2 separate regions of the Mus musculus genome follow, and region 2 is linked to region 1. A link is a contact called in public Micro-C data. All regions are on one chromosome and are shown on one strand. Each heading gives the region's core, a stretch centred on a gene start, on an enhancer-like site or on the middle of the called end of the contact. The rest is flanking DNA. Distances are from core to core; before and after follow the strand shown.

Region 1 (3,534 bases), core at 922-3,421:
ATCCAGATTTTCCTTCTGAACTATTTTCTTAGTAGCCTCATATTTGAATTCATTGCCTGGAACTCTCTACTGAGCACGTGTAGAACCACATCAATAGTACCATCGTTAAGACAAAGAGAAAGGTGGATTGGGTACCAGCTGAGCCATACACACACACATACACACACACACACACACACACACACACACACACACACACACACACACACACATAAAATACAAAAGTAAAAGCATCAGGTGAAATTGATAAATTCAGAAATGTTTCATAGCCTTAGGACATGTTTTTCTGCAAGTAGGATGCTATTCCCAGGTCTGAACAGTCAGGGCTAACTGTGGATGAGCTAATACATAGCTCTGATGGGCTATGTGTTCCAGTGAGCGATTGTCTATAATAAACCAATTTAAAATGTTCGTGGCTCAAGACAGTAATAGTTTGTTACTATTCATGATGCTGCAGGTTGGCTTGGCTCAGTTGGATAGTATGACTGCTCCTCCCAGCACTGGAGCATCAAGAGGATGGGACACTGGCTGAGCCTTCCAAGGCCTTCTGTCAGCAGATAGCTGAGCACACAAGACAGAGGGAATGGCACTTCGTATCAGTGATAAAAGCCATTCCTGTCACTAGGAGAGCCAGCACCTTTCCTAACAGCCTCCTTAAGCCTTGTCATCTGTCATCACCTCACTCCCAGCTTCTGCTGACCTTGTCCATGGATTTGGGTTGGAGATGGGGAGGGATCTGAGGAAGGTTGCTGTACATTTATGTCTTAAAATGTTTATCTTGTGGGAATGAAATGGCAGTGTTAGATAAAGCTTTGTTTATGTAGCACAAGCGTGAGAGGCAGACAGCTGGCTTGGGTGGAGATGCTTGCCAGCCTTAGTTTTTCTGCACAGCACTACTCCCTTGACTCAGGAAACTGAGGATCCTCATAGCACATGCTTCAGCATTTTCCTTTGAGAACAAACAAATGGAAAGATTCTTCTAAATCCAAATGTGTGCTACTCCAGCCTTCAAGGATTGCCACATAAAAAAAAAGTCATAGGTCACAAGCAGGGTGACTGCAGTCATGATAGAATTCATCTTCAAGAGCTAAAGGGATCTGCAACCCTATAGGTGGAACAACAATATGAACTAACCAGTACCCCCCCCCCCCCGGAGCTTGTGTCTCTAGCTGCATATGTATCAGAAGATGGCCTAGTAAGCCATCAGTTGAGAGAGGCCCATTGGTCGTGCAAACTTTATATGCCTCAGTACAGGGGAATGCCAGGGCTAAGAAGTGGGAGTGGGTGGGGGAGTTGGTGGGGGAGTGTGTGGGGGACTTTTGGGATAGTATTGGAAATGTAAATGAAATAAATACCTAATAAAAAAATTCATCTTCAATGGGCTTCAGATAGGCACATTTAATTCCCAAGCAGAGAACCCATGAGGGATGGGTTGTGAATGAAGGACATGAAGAGCATTTTCTTTGTTTTTTACTTTCTGTCCCGGCATCTCTTAGAAGACGCCTGCATTGACTTGTCAGTATAAATGTGTCCCAGGTCCCGGATGTATAGTAATGGAAACACAGGACCATCAAATATGGAAGAAAGACTTCAAATTAGGAACGTTTACCAGAAGGTGGTGGAAGTCGCATAGCGCCTTTACTCCAGACATAAACTTTGCAAACACTGTCTTCCCCAGTCTCACCACGACTTTGCAAGATATCATAGGGAGTCATCTCTTCTCTTTCTAGAGAGCTTCAGTACTTGCTGGAAGAATCTTCTAGCTATGCCATTGCAAAGCCTGGTTTTGAGAGGTCCAAGACTTCAATAGTCTAGGGGTCATAGTCCCAAGTTCCCCTAGGCATCAGGCAATGATATAAGTGGGTGACATTTGGCAAGAGAGGGGGGCAATGGCGGTGTGAGGGATTTTAGTCAATGGGAGTTGCTTTCCATCTAAAAGAAGGACTGCTTTTCTGCCCTTTTTGAATGTAGTTTTGTGGTGATGATCTGGCTTCCTTTTGCCAGATCTTCCAATTTTATAAAAATTCTTGCTTGATGACAAATCGTTGGGCAATGCTTTGAAAGTGTTCATGGTAAACAAAACATTTTTTTCCTGGGGGGTAATGCATCTCATGGGATGTATTATATTTGTTTTTCCATCATGTGTCTTTGTAGAAGGGAGGACTGGGCTGGAGCGATGATGAGGGAGGAGCAGCTGTCAATGACCTGTGCCCTGTGTTCTCAGCTCTGTAGAGTCTGGGACAGCTCCCATCCATTTCTTTTAAAGTGAAAAAAAGGTGACAGTGAATCACATTAACCTGGAAGGCTGAAGCTTGGTGCTCCACGCCAGCCCAGCTCCTCCTCCAGCCCAGCTGCCACAAGGGTTCCTCACAGGACACTCACTCTGTCAGCCCATTTTGGGAGTTCATGGCCAAGTTTATGCTTTCCTCAGAGAGGAGTGCAGTTAATATCTAATCTCTGCTGTCCTCAGCCCATCTGTGTTCTGTCACATTTTCCTCGGGAAAGACAGAATGACAGTGTGAAGCCTTAATCTTATCTGCAGCTGTCATCTTTGAATACTTAAACCAGTGTCTTCATTGTTCAAGAGGTCCCAAATGTTGGGTGAGGCCTCCCCAGCCTCTGTCCATCATTCCCAGTGACTTCATCCATCTGCTTCCCCATAGGCAATGAGAGAGGCCTCCTTATAGTTGTCTTTACTGAGAAAGTCTGTCTTACTTTCATACAAGAAACCTCTGATACCCCCTACATATGCCTGAGTGGCCTCACAAAGAGTTGTGTTCAAGGTCACTGTTTCTTCCACAAGCATTGATGCAGTTCCAGCAGACACCAGACACAACCAAACAATATAAACCTCTGTCTTTCAAACCAACCTGTTGGTCACTCCTGCTTGCCCTGTCCTGCCTTGCTTTGAGCCTGTGCCCAACAAGGGTCCATATGGAGGGTGAGGAAGCATGTACTCTTATGGCCATTTCTAGCTGTGTCTGGGAGCTCCTTCTGTCTCAGAAACGAAGCAAAAACAAATAAGGCCAAGGCATCCTGACCATAGAAGAAAGCAGGGCTTAGAAGACCACAGATAGGACTTATCACACCGTGCTTTTTATCTTGTGGAAAACTCTCAGAGGGAGCAAAAAAGGTTTCACCCCATTCTTACTTGACACGACTAAATGTGGATAGGTTATCCAGCTTCTGCTAAAATGGCTCTTGAGAAGGTGTGGGCAGCTGAAGGGATTTATAGCCCACATACTCTGTCTGCTATGCACAAAATCTTATCTTAACCTACTGAAAGTGACATTATTGTGACCCAGAAGCCCTGTTTTTCAGCTAGGTTCTTATGAGCTGTTATCCTTCCTCACTGAGGGCCCCTCCTGACAGACATATCTGATTCTTCTGAGTTCTGTCTCCATCAGCCCCTCACACATAGTTTTTCAGGTCTTGCCACCTTCCAGAGTGTCTGTCTCTCACCTTGGCTCATTGCCAGAGCTCTGAGATATGTAGCCCCCTCACCAGGGGTCATGCTGACATCTTTCATTCTGT
Region 2 (3,664 bases), core at 76-2,575, 250 kb after region 1:
GTGGTGCACAAAAGGGGAAGCAACGAGATAACTGGGAGGAGACCCAGTGAGAATCCAATATTGATGGTGTGGCAGAAGCCAGAGGCCTTGAACAATGAACATTGGCAAGTGAAGATGTGTGGATAGAACGCTATACTATGGGATGCACTGCAACACACTACAGCTCCCACAATGAGACGTTTTGGTTTGTTTATTGATTGAGTGTTTATTTTCTTCTGGGGAGGGGGGGGGTGAGGTTGCAAGGGCAGAGGGCAGATACAGGGGGAGAGAGATGAGTGAAACTAGCTAGGGTGCATGATGTGAAACTCACAAGGAATCAATAAAAAGTTATGGGGAAAGATGATGGAGTTCACACTAACCAGTGTAGAGAAGGTTCACTAGGTCCAGCCTAAAAAACAAGAATTCTTCATCAGCTATGACCCTGAGACATACTTAAACATCCTAGTCTTATTTTTCTAGAATGATTTACTTTTTTTTTCCCAGAATGATTTTCAAGGCAATCATGAGAGATTAGGAGAGGAGTTGGGCTAAATATATAAACACAGGGTGTAGTCAGGCCTGGTCGCTCCTGCACTTGGGAGGGTGAAGCAGGAGAATGGTTACCAGTCTAAGACAAGCCCGAGCTACATACAGAGTGGGGTCCTGTCTCAAAAACAGAAAGATAATAGCAATAAAAAAGCATGAATGTCTAAGGATATTGATGTTATTTCAAGTCACAAAAGAAGATAGGATTATTTCTTAATGAAAGAAAAGACCAGGGGTGGGGTGGGGTAGAAAAAGAGAGGGACAGCTAAGTTAGAGAGGGTTCATCAATAACCCTGAAGAAACAAGAGTACCACAGTCCCTGCTGTGGCTCATTTGGAAACATTATACCGAGAGCTAATGGAACATATTAGAAACGAGAAGCAGTGACGTGTGCTTGCAATGGGGCCTGCTTTTTCTCCCAGGCTTGTCCCGACTCTGTCTTTTCTCTCCCGGTTGTTAGTGTCATCACACACTCACCCCAGCTTCAGAGGACTCTAAGAAGAGTCAGGGTGATGGCATCTAACCCCTGAACCATGCACAGCGAGGAGACCCGGGGCTTTTGCCTATAGGGACTAAGGGTCTGGAGGAAATCACAGGTTGACAGTTTTCTGTCTTCCTCCAAACAAGCAGCTGCCTAAACCCCAAGGCATTCTCATTAGCACCAGGACAATAGCCAAGGTCGCCTACCACCTTAACAACATCTGGGCTCCACTGCCTGGTCACGTGGATAGGGAAGTGAGCCGCCAACCAGCTATTTCCGCCTTAGTCCTGTCCCGACCCTCCTGATGGCCCCAGTGAAAAGCATCTTGTCTGACCTGAGCTGTGGCTCACCAGCCCAGTGACTAGTGGTCATGTAAGAAGGGTGAGGCCCTGGCAAACAGATCTGCTCGCTCTCTCTCTCTCTCTCTCTCTCTCTCTCTCTCTCTCTCTCTCTCTCTCTCTGTGTGTGTGTGTGTGTGTGTGTGTGTGTGTGTATGTGTGTGTGTGTGTGTGTGTGTGTGTGTGTGTGTGTGTGTGTGTGTGTGTGTGTGTGTGGTCTGACTGGTGTGGCACGGGAAGGATGTGCCCAGTTGCAGACTGAATTTCCAAACGGTGTCTTCTGCTGCCCTCTGCTGCAAATTATGCTTCATTGAAGTTGGCTCTCGGGCGTGATTTCTCGTTTACCTTCTTTAAGGCATTTGGATAGTTTTGTATTAGCATGGATGCACGAGTTGACAATACTTTATACTGAGAATGTCCTTGTGATACCCCCCAGAGTCAGGACTTGTTTTTCCTGTCAGTGCTGGAAAGACTTGTAGCAGTAGTATTATTGATTGATGGGATTTGTAGGAAGCCCTTGTTGATTATCTCAGAGTCTGTGCACACACTGATCCAGAGCACATGAAGATGGAAGTGGTGAGTATGTATTCCCCTAAGCAGGAACATGTGAGTGTCAGTCTGAACTCTGGCTTCTCCAGGGCCTTCCAGCTCTTTGTCCAGTCACAGCTCTGATCATCTGAACACCAAGAGATGGAAGTTTGGGTGCTTGTGGTCTTGTATGAAAGCAGTCGTGACCCCCTAAGGCTATATAAGCAGTTGCTAAAGTGAGCCCCCTAGCCCCATCCTCACCAATCCACCAGGTGGCTTCTATAGACATTCTTTGCCTGGATTTACAGGAACTGCCAAGGGTCTGGCTGTCTGAACTAAATGTCAAGACTCTACCTCTTCACAGTGGTACACAGTAAGTCTGTATGAAACACCTGCCACTGTGGAAGATGAGGGTCAAGACAACATTCAATAAAGATGCCAGCTCCCCCAAACCCCAGGCTCTTGTTCTCATTCTTTGCCAGTTGTGCAACACACAGCTCTCAGACAGCATGGGAATAACTTATTTTAATCACTGTCCCAAATAGGGAAGTGTTCCTCCATCCACAGCACTTGGTAGGGACAATCTGAAGATTGTCTCCTCTTCTTGCCCATGTCTCTTCTGTGCTAGCTTTCCACTGTAGTTAGCACTTATGAAACTCGGTGCACATCTGTCCCTCCTAGGAAGACCATCCATAAAGTTCTTGTCCACTTTATGGTTCAGCAGCAGCACGAAGAGCAATGGTGAGAGAGAAGGGAACATTGCCAAGATGCGACTTGGGTGCTGAACTCTGAAGCCTCCAAAACTGAGAGCACGGATAGTGAAGCAAATGGTGTTTTCCTGACACACAGAAAGTATTAATTAGATCCAGCAATTTCCCAGCTAAGTGCTGAAAGGGTCCCTGGTAATTAAAAAAGCTAATCAGATTTTCAAAGGGCACTCATACCATGTAAACATAAGGGGATTATACTTGCTGTTCTCAGTATGTCATTTTAAGCTGTTAGGGGTGAGGTGCTCTGGCTGTTTAATCTTCTAGTCAAGGCAACACAAGCCTATTGACTGCCCACCCTTAGGAGGGATAGAGGAACCCAAAACTGCCACTAAGGTCTCTCAAGCTTTGATAGTGCACAGAACAAATTGAACGTGTACACATGTACACATCAGTCCTACTGTTCAGAAAGCTATATAGCTCTTCTTGTTTGTTTGTTTGTTTGTTTGTTTGTTTTGCTTAAGTCACTCCAATCATCACTAAGTCCGTATTATTTTATTTTTAATCTCCACTCCCTATCAGTGTTTGCAAAGCACATGAGCCCAGCAGTTGCTGCTACCTCCAGAACAATTCTGCCTTTCTCAGACTTTCATGTTAAGTGGTTTCCATTGAGGTTTGGCCAGTGAGAACATATGACAAAAGACAGAGATGTAGTCACCAAGCTGGTCATAATGGGTCACAGTTACAATTTCAGTACTTGGAAGGCTGGAGCAGAATGATCACCTCAAGGCCGCCCTAAGCTACATAGTGAAACCTCATTTCCAAAATGAAAGAATAAACATAAAAGGAAAAAGGAAAGAAAGAACTGAGCAGAAGGAGAAGCTGGGGTATGTCTCTGCCCCCTCACTTCTTATGGTGTTCCTTGAGGTCCAGTCCCTCCTTTGGCACAGCTATAGCCAGATGACCTTCTCTTGAGTTCATTCCATTCTGAGACTGAATGTGGCCTTTGAAAGGCTCCCCTATCTTACATTGTCCTCATTAGCTCGTGGCAGATGCGTGAGATGCTAACTTACCTATCAGTTGTT

Evidence for each region. A called contact is a pair of places that touch in the nucleus more often than the background predicts.
Region 2: a Micro-C map of the HL-1 cell line shows a contact between it and region 1, with 13 times the contacts expected there. The contact joins two enhancer-like sites. A contact is called at or near these places in 2 of 15 datasets of contacts at CTCF or cohesin (the NIH/3T3 cell line and large pre-B cells), 43 of 484 Hi-C or Micro-C datasets (the 3T3-L1 cell line, 3T3-L1-derived adipocytes, the AML12 cell line and 30 more), 2 of 115 datasets of contacts at active chromatin or transcription factors (differentiating embryonic stem cells and extraembryonic endoderm stem cells) and 1 of 9 other capture datasets (embryonic stem cells).

The regions. Positions count from the first base shown.
Region 1 is chr2:148,371,003-148,374,536 of GRCm38.p6, reverse strand. No RefSeq gene overlaps it. Among named protein-coding and RNA genes, the nearest start is that of Gm39957, 19 kb to the left of the region's middle. Within about 2 kb of position 2,171, at least 29 of the 459 cell types and tissues checked have an H3K27ac peak or open chromatin away from gene starts, as enhancers often do. A contact at or near this core is called in the HL-1 cell line, the NIH/3T3 cell line, the STO cell line and 2 more, where this site is marked.
Region 2 is chr2:148,120,307-148,123,970 of GRCm38.p6, reverse strand. No RefSeq gene overlaps it. Among named protein-coding and RNA genes, the nearest start is that of Gm24221, 29 kb to the left of the region's middle. Within about 2 kb of position 1,325, at least 44 of the 459 cell types and tissues checked have an H3K27ac peak or open chromatin away from gene starts, as enhancers often do. A contact at or near this core is called in the HL-1 cell line, the NIH/3T3 cell line, the STO cell line and 2 more, where this site is marked.